Regions from separate parts of the Mus musculus genome. Here regions 2 and 3 are each linked to region 1. A link is a contact called in public Hi-C and HiChIP or PLAC-seq data. All regions are on one chromosome and are shown on one strand. The core of a region is the stretch at or near the end of the contact, and the rest is flanking DNA. Distances in the headings are between cores, read along the strand shown. Region 1 overlaps 5330413P13Rik (RIKEN cDNA 5330413P13 gene). Region 2 overlaps Gm14051 (a long non-coding RNA gene). Region 3 overlaps Slc23a2 (solute carrier family 23 (nucleobase transporters), member 2).

Region 1 (3,882 bases), core at 788-3,287:
GATCCCTGAGTGAAAGAAAAGTCAGGGGGAAGGAAGAAGACACTAGGTGAAATCTAAGAGCCCTTAACATCTACAGAGGTCTGGAGGAGGAAGAAGAGGAGGAGGAGGAAGAGGAGGAGGAGGCTGAAAAGTCCATGTAAGGCCAGAGGAAGGCCCCTTATGGCCAGGACTTCTCTCTCTGCTGGCCTGAGACACTGGAGGGCTGTGGCTATCAGTGTATGGACATGACTTTCTCGGACTTTAATGAGGCTTAGTTACTTTCCATTAATGGCTGGCTCTTTCTTTTCCATCTGCCTAGATGTATTGGGATGACATTGTAATTTAAACTTTCTCTGAGCAGAAGTGCACTCTGAGATCCCAGTGACACCAGTATCCAGAAGAACCCGGTACCTGGCCTAGGCCAGGGCTCCCCAGACTCTTTGATGAGCCCCTGCTAACCACACCCTCCCTGGAAGAGAGGCACATTGGTCAGGAGACATCTGGACTGTATCTTCCCTTTCCATGGTCTGAGTATCTGGGATGCAGGAATTCTTCCTCTGCTGCCTCTGAGCCTGATTCTCCCATGATTACCTCGTGGGCTTGCATTTCTAGCACAATACCCTTGTGCTTGGCTTTTGTGTTGAAGAGGCTGGGGGCTGCTTGCCTGGGACAGTGTAGATTGATCTCACACATGCCAATCTGGGTGACTATGGTTTGTTGAAAATCCTAAGGAGCCTGGGCAGGGATGGCAGGCAGGTTTCTCAGTGTCTGGTATGCGTTCCAGGAGTCTAGCCAACCCTGCAGTTCATGAATAGAGTGCATTCGTTAATAGAATTTTCTTTTACTGATTCATTTAGCTTTCAATTAGCATATAAAATGATGGAACGCAGGTCAAATTTCATAATGTTTCCCTCATGGTGATTCTCCTTCCCAACTCTGCCTGCCTCCAACACTTCCTCCCTCTGGTGGCCAGTCACCCTTGGAAAGTTCTGGTTCCCTTGTACCATCCCTTGGGGCTTGAGAGATGATGGTTCTGTGGCTAAGAACCATTGTGTCTCCTCCAAGAGGCCCTGCTCATAGCCACCTGCAACTCCCATCTCTAGGGGATGCAAGGCACTCTCCTGGCCTCCACAGGCAGCCCCCATTCCCCAGACACCTCGCATGCCCTGCATATAAAAATAAATCTTAAAAAATCGTATTTTTAAAGCAAAAACCCCTCCAAAGTATTTCATATATTTTACTCTTTGAAAATTTCATGTTTATATAATGTACTTTGATCATAGCCATCCACCGTTTTCTCCCTCTAGCTCCCCCTGCTGGCTCAGTTTTTCACTTTACAGCAAGCAGCTCCTCCCTGGGCCCTTGGTGTTAAACATAAGCAGGCACAGTTTTGCCTGTGGCTCCTCACCCAGTCATGTGCTGGGCTGATCTGTAGGTTTGATGTGTTTTCTTCTCTTTGGAGCCTCAATTGTGACCGGAATGCAGGAGTGTGGTGCCCCCACCCCACCCTACCCCATATATATATATATATATGCACATGTATATACATGCACATGAGGACCAATCCTCCCTATTTCCACTTAGGAATTGAATGCCAGAGCTCACACGCTGACAAAGCTCTTTCAGAGGTTGAGATCTCTAGAACCTTCTAGAAGTCATCTGGTCTTAGGTTTGGATTCCATCTTCCCAGATCACCCTTGCCAACCATAAGAAGGTAAGTATCATGGCAACGGCTACAGCATCAGCTGCTGATTCTTGTGCTGACCCACTGCCATCTCCACTATAACCACCTTCAAAGCCCTTGCCACCATCATTACAAACCCCCATCAGCACCAATCATTTACTCAGCAAACACTTGCTGTACATCTCTCTCGGGCTTGTGGTATACATATTAGGACGAAACCGTCTCCTGAGAACTTACACTTCAGGCGCTAAAGTTTGGGACCTGAAACCATAAGAAGGAAATTATCAAAAACGCTAGGATTCGATATGCACTATGGAAAGGAAGCAGAGAGCGGTAACGGCTGGAGGGCGGGGCCAGTGGCAGGCTACAGTTTCCTACAGCATGGTCAGCGGCAAAGACTGAGTCAAGATCAAAGTGAGGGATTTGACGGTACTCTCATCGTTCTTACTGAATTATTATTATTGTGTGATTTTTATACACGAAACACTTAATAAAAACAGTTTGGGAAGAGTCTGAAATGGCAAGGACAGACCTTCAACTTAAGGTTTAACTGTATGAACATTTCATGACGCTTTGGAGGATCCTTGCTGGGTTTCTTTCACAATGCTGCCCCCCAGTGTTCAGTGAGAGTAGTGCAGGATCAGGAATTCAAGCACTTACTGTGAGTCCCAAATTTCTCACCCAGATATTAGCAAACTATATTAAAGTTCTCAAATATACAAAAATATTATGAAATAAATATGTTTTAAATTTCAAATCCTCACAAGGGTGAAGCCACATTAAAAGGGACAGATTCACCTGAAATTCCCACAATTTGTAAAACTATAAGTAAAATAAAATTTATTAATTATATCAATAGTCATATGCACTTGTGATATTTATGGACACTATGTGTCACAAAATAGGCTGGTTATTCCCTTTAATTTTCTGTTAAACTTCACAATGTTTGATAAGGGAAGTATTAAAGCATTTTATATGAGACTCAAAAGATCATTAATACTCTATTCCTGGAACATATACATTAAGACTAATTAAAATGAGATTTACTTAGTTTCAACCCAAGGGACTAGATGTGATGGCGTCTTTCTTAAGCATCTAGAAAACATGCATGTTAAATTTCATAGTAAGTACTAAGTAAAAAGGGGTTGCTGGACATACCCTTAGTTAGAAACAACATTTGCATCCAACCCCCACACCAGCACCATGCTTTAAGAAAAAACAACAGACTCACCCTCGTGCAAGTTTGGAAAGAGACAGGTTGTCCATCCTGGAGGTGCAAAAGAGAAAGCCTTGGGCTTAAACTTAATGTAAAAGGGATAAAGTAACAGGACTCCAAAAGGCTTCTGAAGACCAGGGACTTAGACAAATGGAAATGCGAACTGTATGCTTAGACTGAAAGATTCCAAGTCGTAAACATAGCCAAGTAAAATGTAAGGTGAATGGGGCCATAATGCAATCGCCCATAAGGATTTGTGGAGGAGAGAACGAAGTTTATTACTTCTAAGGCTCACAAAAACATGAGTCTTTCATACTAAATTCATGATGAGCAGAGCTAATAATTATCTATCCTATACTTCAAAGTTACTGAGAATACATTTAAAATATTTTTTTCCTACAAAAACAAGAATGTGAAGTGATTTGTACATTAACTAAATTTGACCATCCTACATTATATTCATGGGAGGGTGTTTTGGTTAGGGTTTTACTGCTGTGAACAGATACCATGACCAAGGCAAGTCTTATAAAAAACAACATTTACTTGGGGCTGGCTTACAGGTTCAGAGGTTCAGTCCATTGTCATCAAGGTGGGAGCATGGCAGTATCCAGGCAGGCATGGTACAGGAGGAGCTGAGAGTTCTATGTCTTCATCCAAAGGCTGCTAGTGGAAGACTGACTTCCAGGCAACTAGGGTGAGGGTCTTATACCCACACCCACAGTGACACACCCATTCCAACCAGGTCACACCTATTCCAACAAGGCCACACCTCCAGATGGTGCCACTCCCTGGTCCAAGGATATTCAAACCATCACAGAGGGTCATGGTGGCGTATGCTTATAATGCCAGGCTTTGGAGGCTGAAGTAGAAAGACCATAGTTTATGGCCAACCTAGGCAACACAGGGGCGGTCTTAAAACAAAAACAAGACTCACCATGTACTCCCATAATACACTCAATTACTATTGGTCAATTCAAAAAAGAATAGCTAGAAAACCTTTTCT
Region 2 (3,882 bases), core at 691-3,190, 390 kb before region 1:
GAGAGAGAGAGGAAGGAAGAGGGAGAGAGAGAGAGAATATGTTACGATTTTCTACCTGTCTGGAAAACAGATGTGGTTGCTTGGCTTTATAACCATGAAGAAATCTTGACGGTGGATGGAACAAGAAATACACTGGTCTGACACCACTGATACACCTGACATATGCCCACTCCAAAGCCTCAGAATTTTCTCCCACACATCAACATCCCTCAAGCCCGGTTACAGTGGTAGCCTGGACGTACTGGTTGTTTTGGAACCCAAGGACACCTCTCAACCAAGTGCCAGGCATCCGTTACCTTTATCAGACCAGGCTGAATCACCATCCACAGGACCACTCAGAGAGACCCAACAGGACCCAAGCTTGTGTCCCACGGTGGTAACCCACACTTTAAGAGGCCATTCTTCTGCCTCACTGTCCCACTTCTCGGAACTTCCAAACAACCTGTACACAAAATTCAGAGATGGGTGCAGCGTCTGTATCACTTAGAACTCAGGGAGAGCCTTAGATGATTAAACAGGGCCTCATGTGAGTATAGGTGGGCAGTAGGGGACTGTAGAGGTGGAGGCAGGGGACTGGAAACAAAGAAGTTAGCAGGGCCGGGCAGTGGTGGTGCATGACTTTAATCCCAGCACTTGGGAGGCAGAGGCAGGCAGATTTCTGAGTTCGAGGCCAGCCTGGTCTACAGAGTGAGTTCCAGGACAGCCAGGACTACACAGAGAAACCCTGTCTCAAAAAAACAAAAAACAGAAAAGAAAGAAAGAAAGAAAGGAAGGAAGAAAGAAAGGAAGGAAGGAAGGAAGGAAGGAAGGAAGGAAGGAAGGAAGGAAGAAAGAAAGAAAGAAAGAAAGAAAGAAAGAAAGAAAGAAAGAAAGAAAGAAAGAAAGGAAATAAGAAGTTAGCAGGGAGATGAACATACTTTTGTTCACAAGGGGTAAGGAGGGCTGACCCACGAGAGTGGAATTCAAGGTATGAACCTCTTCAGCTATGTGATGCGACAACACACTCCCCTGGGTGTGTTCAAGTTTTGACATTTTCTGTTGGTTTGGTTGGTTTTTTATTTTGATTTGTTTTTATTTTTTGTTGTTTTGTTTTTATTTTTTTTTAAGACAGCCTAGGTTGACCTTGAACTAGCTATGTAGTCTAGGCTATCCTCAAACTCATAGCTCACCACTGTGCCCAGCAACACTTCTATTTTTAAAGAAACGCTCTTTGCTCCTCCCCATTGCCTTTTCCAGAATATTCACAACCTCTAGGAGGAGAAAGAAACAGTTCACCTCCATCAGAAGAGGACAGTGACTTCTAAAGAATGACTCACCCTGCTTGACTGGCTGAGTGGCCTGAGGCCAGAGCCTGCAACTTGGCTGGCCAATCCCAGCCCCATCCAGGAAGCAAGACAGTGTGGCAATGATGTGTCGCCTACTTGGTTTACTGGACTTGGCTGGCCTGACCATGACTAAGCAAGGCTGTGTGAGATTTCCGCAGTGCGTGACAGCGTGGAAATGGGGACCACTCAATGATGATGCCTGAGCAGAGCTCGAGTTCAGGGCTTTGGAGCAGCTCCCTTTGCCTGGCACTTTCTGATCCAGCCTCAGCTGTATCCACCCCTGCTTCTCCAATCTCCTCTGCCTCCACTCCATTATGGCATTGATCATCCCCAGAGGAGCCCTGGTCTCACCCACACTATGGTCTCTGGCAAGGCAAGGGTGTGGTCAGTGCCCCATATAACCAGTGAGTCAGAGTCTGTCTGTGGAGTGGTCACTTCCTGTCCTTGATGTGCCCCAGGGCCAGAGCATGCCCTGGGGCCCTCATTTTGCTTTTTAATAGTCTTTTTTTTTAAAATAAGGATTTATTTATTTTATGCATATAAATATACTATAGCTGTCTTCAGAGGGCATCAGATACCATTACGGATGGTTGTGAGCCATGTGGTTGTTGGGAATTGAATTCAGGATTCTGGAAGAGCAGTCAGTGCTCTTAACCACTGAACCATCTCTCCAGCCCGCCTTTTAATAGTCTTTTTTTTTTTTTTTTTTCGGTTTTTCAAGACAGGGTTTTTCTGTATAGCCCTGGCTGTCCTGGAACTCACTTTGTAGACTAGGCTGGCCTCGAACTCAGAAATCTGCCTGCTTCTGCCTCCCGAGTGCTGGGATTAAAGGCATGCATCACCATGCCCGGCTAATATTCTTTTTTTTTTTTTTAAGATTTATTTATTTTATGTATATGAGTACACTGTAGCTGTACAGATGGTTGTGGTTGTGAGCCTTCATGTGGTTGTTGGTAATTTAGTATCTCTGCTCGCTCTGGTCGGCCCCGCTCACTCTGGCCCAAAGATTTATTTATTATTATAAATAAGTACATTGTTGCTGTCTTCAGACACACCAGAAGAGGGCATCTGATCTTATTACGGATGGTTGTGAGCCACCATGTGGTTGCTGGGATTTGAACTCAGGACCTTCAGAGGAACAGTCAGTGCTCTTACTTACTGAGCCATCTCGCCAGTCCTCCGGCTAATATTCTTATTCTTTGAGATGTTCATACAATGTATTTTGATAATCGTCACCCCCACCTCTCCAAACTCTGCTAAGATCCACCCCACCTCCTTACACCCCTCCAAATTCATGTCCTGTTGGAAAAAAAAAAAAAAAACCCTTAATGTAACCCCTTGTGTTCAACCTGAGCTGAGTGTGGAGACATCCTAGTAGTAGAGTGTGGTTGACCTACTAAGGTCCACACCGACAACGAACACTGACTCTCCCTCCCCTTGAGCCCATCAGCTCCCCACAGTTCCTTATTTGGAAGTGTGGTTCGAGAGCCCCCTCCCTTTCCGTGCTAGAATATTGACTGCCCTGCATGATCTTGTGTGGGTAAGAACAGCTGCTCTGGGTTTGTGAACGCAGAATGCAGCAACTCAGCCACACCCGGAAGACACTGCTCTAGTCCTCTCTGACCTCTGTCTGTCACACGCCTTCTGGCTATTCTTCCAGGATGGTCCCTGAGCCTTTGGGAAGGGGGTGACACAGATGTATCATGGGATCTGAACACTCGACAGACAATCTCTGCACATTGACCGGTTGTGAATTTCTATGTTAATGATGGTCCATTACACAAAGAAACTCCTTTAAATACATTTTTAAATAGATTTGCTTATTTTTTACATATGAGTTTACTATAGCTGCCTTCAGACATACCAGAAGAGGGCATCAGATCCCATTACAGATGGCTGTGAGCCACCATGTAGTTACTGGGAATTGAACTCCGGACCTCTGGAAGAGCAGTCAGTGCTCTTAACCGCTGAGCCATCTCTCCAGCCCACAAAGAAACTTCTTTAGTAAGGTCTGAGGGGCTCTGGTTTTAATCTAATTATTCTTCACTTGATTTTGGTATGAGAAGCTGGTGGGAATGAGCAGTAAGGAGTGGTAAGGGCCTCTGGGGCCCATGCTCAAGCAACCAGTCTGTGCGCTACTGTTTCCCCACTGCTGGCTAGTCTCACAAGAGCCCTGGAACAATTTTTCTGCCCATAAGAAGCTAGGGACATAGTCCCAGTTCTACAAGAGAATATCCTTATTGGAAAGGCAATCAGCTAGAGGAGGTAAACCATGGAAATCCAGGGCACTCCTGTCTTAGGGTTTTACTGCGGTGAACAGACACCACAACAAAGGCAACTCTTATAAGGACAACATTTAATTGGGGCTGGCTTACAGGTTCAGAGGTTCAGTCCATTATCATCAAGATGGGAGCATGACAGTGTCCAGGCAGGCATGGTGCAGGAGGGGCTGAGAGCTCTGAATCGTCATCTGTAGGTAGCTAGGAGAAGACTGTCTTCCAGCCAGCTAGGAGGAGGGTCTCAAAGCCCACCCCAACAGTGACACAAACTACTCCAA
Region 3 (3,882 bases), core at 654-3,153, 260 kb before region 1:
GCGTTTTAAATTTCTCTGTTTAAAACAAGCAGTTCACACCAAGGAGATGCAAGAGTGGATAGATGGGGAGGGGTGTGGTGGTGTGGGGATGGAGCCCAGAGCTGGGCTGATCCCACCGCTCAGCTAAAGGATTGTATGTAGATGGTTTGTGTTTTGGCTTACTAGTCATTTTTTCAGCCTTCCCCTCATGGAAGTTTTTTCAAGTTAAACTTTTGTGATTTCTTGGATTTCCCAACTCTGGTGGTTATCTGTGTTGTGTTATAAGTTCTGTATTATGTGTTTTTCTGGCATCTGTTGGCACCTGATGCTTCCATCACATTGGGCAGCTAAGGTGATTGAGCCCTGCCTCTTCTGAGGAAGCTAGGAGTGGCCTGTGCGTAGATCCTCCCCGCTTCATTATTGCAGCCTTGAAACTATTGTTCCATAAAAATAGATTCAGGAAAGATGTTGGATTTGAAGGCTGAGCCCTGCGTGTACCTCCCTGGCAGACCTAAGGCTAAGCCCAGAGTGCTCCTCTCTGGCAAACCTAAGGCTGAGCCCACAGTGCTCCTCTCTGGCAGACCCTTCCTTCCCTGCTTTGCTGCCTGAGAGTGTCTTCCTTGTCTCTGGGGACCACCATCGTTTCCATAGGGGGTTGTGAGGCTCACTCCCTAGAGCATGTGTATGTTGGGTGGGCTGATTTCCAGGACACCTCTTCCCGGGCATCCCCTCTGCCTTCCCGCATTGCCTCTCCCTGTACTTCATCTTCATTGCTCAGCTCCTTTGATAGAGACTCAACAGTTCTACATTTGGTTACTTGCTTGGTTACATTTGGTTAGTTTTAGCTACCCCTTGAGCTTGTTCTAAGAGCTCGTTCTAAACCCTTTTAAAAGCTCCCTTTTCCTCTCATCCGGGTAGGGTTATTCAGATTCTCCTTAACCCACAGCCGCCAGCTTGCAGTAGGCATGGCTAGAGGCCCCCACCTCTGTGGAGTCACCTTGGAGGAAGGTTCTCTGAAACCCTGTGCTTCTCTGCCTCACTGATTTTTCTCACAGATGTGGCTAGAAGAGAACCCCACTGTCTTTAGAGGACCCCTCAAGCCTGCTCCAGGAGCCTCACTACTCGGTCATCCCCAATAATGTAAGAGTGCAGGTAGGGGCTACCAAAGGGGCCTCTCGTGGTCAGGCACAAACCTGCTTAAGCAGATAGCAGATTCCTTTGCTGAGCCACTGACACTAGTTCAGTATCTGGTTTCTGATTAGCCACTGCCCATAAGAGAAAGTCTCCTGCTTTCTACCTTATTAGCTTCTTGTAGCCATAGGGTGTGTGTGGCAATGTGTAGTATGTATGTAGTGGGCTGGTGGGGAGTGGGGTCTTGCACAAGTGGTATACTCCCTGAGGGCAGCACACTTTCCAGGTCTTACATCTGGGGATGTTGAGCCCTCACTATCAGAGTGCAGAGAGGTTATTTAGGGAGGTTGGAAATTTCCCCACATTTCATCATCCCTGAGGAGGAGTCCTTGTGTTTGTGAACCAGTTGGAAGTGAAGTTGCAGATAGCATGCTATTCCACTCTAAATGGGATGATAGTCTCTGAGTAACCACAATGCCATTTATCAACTTGAGAAAATAATTATACCATCATATCATCTAATATGCAGTCTACATTTAATTTCCCCAGTTGTCCCTAAAAGATGTGTTATAGCTGTTCCCCAAGCCTCTCCAAGCCATGGTCCAATTAAGCTTGTACAGTGTTTTGCTTGCTATGTCTCTCAACGTTTTAAAGTCCAGGCTAGGTGTCATGGACTCAGACCCCAGTTTGTCTGGTTGTGTCCTTATGGTGCTGTCTGACTGGGTGCATAGTCTCTCACTTGCTGTGAGCTGGAAGATGGGCCAGAGGCATGGATGATTCAGGGTGAATGTTTCATCCAAACTGCCAAGTCGGTGACATCATGACCTTTAGATTACGCCATGCCAAGCAGCACATAATAGCTGGTTGTAGCATTTCCCACAAATAAAAAGTTTACTGCCTACGTTACTAAGAAAGCATCTTAAGTAGTGTGGTGAAGTGGAAGGCCACTGCAAACCCGGAAGGAAATGACCTTGAAAGACATCATTTCTAGTCAGCTTCACTGGGTGACTAGACTCACCATAGACGTGGTGGCTTGGATTCCTTTGTACCACTTACCAGCCATGAGAATTCAGCCACACTGCCTAGCTCCTCAAAGACCATTCCCCCGGATGAAAAATAATATGTAGCATGTTAATGAGTGTTGTGCACGGTAGTGCCTGCCCTGCTGGTGCCGTGAGCTGTCATTATTACCTGGGCTCTGGAAGGGAGGTAGAAGTTTGGTGGAGCAGCGTGTCCCTGATGACTATTACAGGATTGGGTGTGCCCCCTGCTCACACAGGCAGCGTCCTGACTTGGATGGATTAGAAAACAGCAGCGGTCATTCGACCCAGCTCCTCCTGAGGCCTGAGCCCGTCCAGCCTCCATTGCATGTTTGCTGGGGCAGGGATGCTGTCCATGTTTCCACAGATTACTCTTTATCGTTGTTGTTTTAATCTTCAAGGTGTCAGGGATTAAAAGACTGCCTGACTCTTTGCTATTTTTGGATTTAACAAATTTTGTTCCCTCTACACTGTTTTTTGGTGTGTGTGTGTGGGGGGGGGGGGTTTCTTAAAACAGGGTTTCTCTGTGTAGCCCTGGCTGTCCTGAAACTAGCTCTTATAGACTAGGCTGGCGTTAAACTCACAGAGACCCATATGTCTCTGTCTTCTGAGTGCTGGGATCAAAGGCAGGCCACATCACCATCTGTCTTCTCTACACCTCTTTTTATTTGACCATGAGATATGCTAGCCTGGCACATTCCCCATACCACAGGTTGCCCATTCTCTTCCTTGATGCTTCTCCTCTCTAGGCTGGTGGCTAACAAGGGTGAAAGGAGTCAGGTTCTCACCAGATGTTAGGGGAAGGAAGCGCCTTCCACTTCACACAGCTTTGAGACTGTTACCCAGTAGCAGTGCTTTACCAAGCATACCCATAAACTCCCTCAAAGTATTGATAAAAAGTCCTGTGCTAGGTGTGGTGTACATAACTTTAAGGCAGATAGGTCTCTGTGAGTTTGAAGCCAGCCCGGTTTACATGGTGATTTGCAGGCCAGACAAGGCTACATAGTGAGACCCTGTCTTAAAAATGGATTAAATAAGTAAATACCCATTATCTAATGAGTAATTATATTAACACCTAATTGTATTAACATGCAATAAAATGCACCTTTTCTAAAGTGTGTAGTCAGGTGAGTTTTCCTGTGTACACAGTCACATAACCAGTATTGCAGTCAACAGATAGAGAGCCGTGCCACGTGATGCAGCCTTATATTTGGCTTCATTTTATGCTAACAATGTTTGCAAAGGAGATTATCCAAAGGAAAATGTCATCTGATATGGTAAAAAAATGTCCGAGAGGTGCTGGTTGTCCTGGGAGTATTTCCTTCTTGATCTCCCCGCCCCGAGCCCCCCCCCCCCCACCAATCTCAATTCTGGCTACTACACATAGGGTCTAGAAACAGTGAGCCCACTCAGTGTGCAGATCTCTGGTCCTCACTACCAGTCTTTAGGCCAATGGACTAGTTAGTGTTCTCTGAGCAAGTGGCTGACTTAGAGTAGGGCCTGGGAGGACAAGTTGAACCTGGAATATCTCATACTGGAAAGCTATGTTCAGAGAACAATAGGACACGTGGAGCTCCCTTCCGAAGGGACAGGAGCCAACAGGCTCTTCTGGGCAGGTTTGGACAATTCAGTTATTAAGAACATGCATAGTAGTAAGTTATAAAACTTAAATTCATGTGCCTGCAGTGATGTTCAGGAAAGGAAGGTGGAGATACAGTGGAGAAACAGGGAA

Evidence for each region. A called contact is a pair of places that touch in the nucleus more often than the background predicts. HiChIP or PLAC-seq counts read pairs in DNA pulled down with a chosen protein or histone mark.
Region 2: a contact with region 1 is called in a Hi-C map of the N1E-115 cell line, with 2.6 times the contacts expected there. The contact joins two enhancer-like sites. A contact is called at or near these places in 4 of 15 datasets of contacts at CTCF or cohesin (the NIH/3T3 cell line, large pre-B cells, pro-B cells and 1 more), 13 of 484 Hi-C or Micro-C datasets (B cells, the G1E-ER4 cell line, MC3T3-E1-derived osteoblasts and 9 more), 3 of 115 datasets of contacts at active chromatin or transcription factors (bone marrow-derived dendritic cells, embryonic stem cells and large pre-B cells) and 1 of 9 other capture datasets (embryonic stem cells).
Region 3: an H3K4me3 HiChIP or PLAC-seq map of bone marrow-derived macrophages shows a contact between it and region 1, with 4 times the contacts expected there. The contact joins two enhancer-like sites. A contact is called at or near these places in 2 of 15 datasets of contacts at CTCF or cohesin (the NIH/3T3 cell line and large pre-B cells), 2 of 115 datasets of contacts at active chromatin or transcription factors (bone marrow-derived macrophages and large pre-B cells) and 3 of 9 other capture datasets (adipose tissue, embryonic stem cells and liver).

Annotation. Positions count from the first base shown.
Region 1 is chr2:131,818,641-131,822,522 of GRCm38.p6, reverse strand. 5330413P13Rik (RIKEN cDNA 5330413P13 gene) reads left to right here. Exons shown (of 3, transcript NR_029381.1): 3 at 1-2,517. Among named protein-coding and RNA genes, the nearest start is that of 5330413P13Rik, 27 kb to the left of the region's middle. Within about 2 kb of position 2,037, at least 58 of the 459 cell types and tissues checked have an H3K27ac peak or open chromatin away from gene starts, as enhancers often do. A contact at or near this core is called in the N1E-115 cell line and bone marrow-derived macrophages, where this site is marked.
Region 2 is chr2:132,210,014-132,213,895 of GRCm38.p6, reverse strand. The region is part of intron 2 of Gm14051 (a long non-coding RNA gene); the gene reads right to left. Among named protein-coding and RNA genes, the nearest start is that of Tmem230, 36 kb to the left of the region's middle. Within about 2 kb of position 1,940, at least 12 of the 459 cell types and tissues checked have an H3K27ac peak or open chromatin away from gene starts, as enhancers often do. A contact at or near this core is called in the N1E-115 cell line, where this site is marked.
Region 3 is chr2:132,082,637-132,086,518 of GRCm38.p6, reverse strand. The region is part of intron 5 of Slc23a2 (solute carrier family 23 (nucleobase transporters), member 2); the gene reads left to right. Among named protein-coding and RNA genes, the nearest start is that of Gm31179, 54 kb to the right of the region's middle. Within about 2 kb of position 1,903, at least 66 of the 459 cell types and tissues checked have an H3K27ac peak or open chromatin away from gene starts, as enhancers often do. A contact at or near this core is called in bone marrow-derived macrophages, where this site is marked.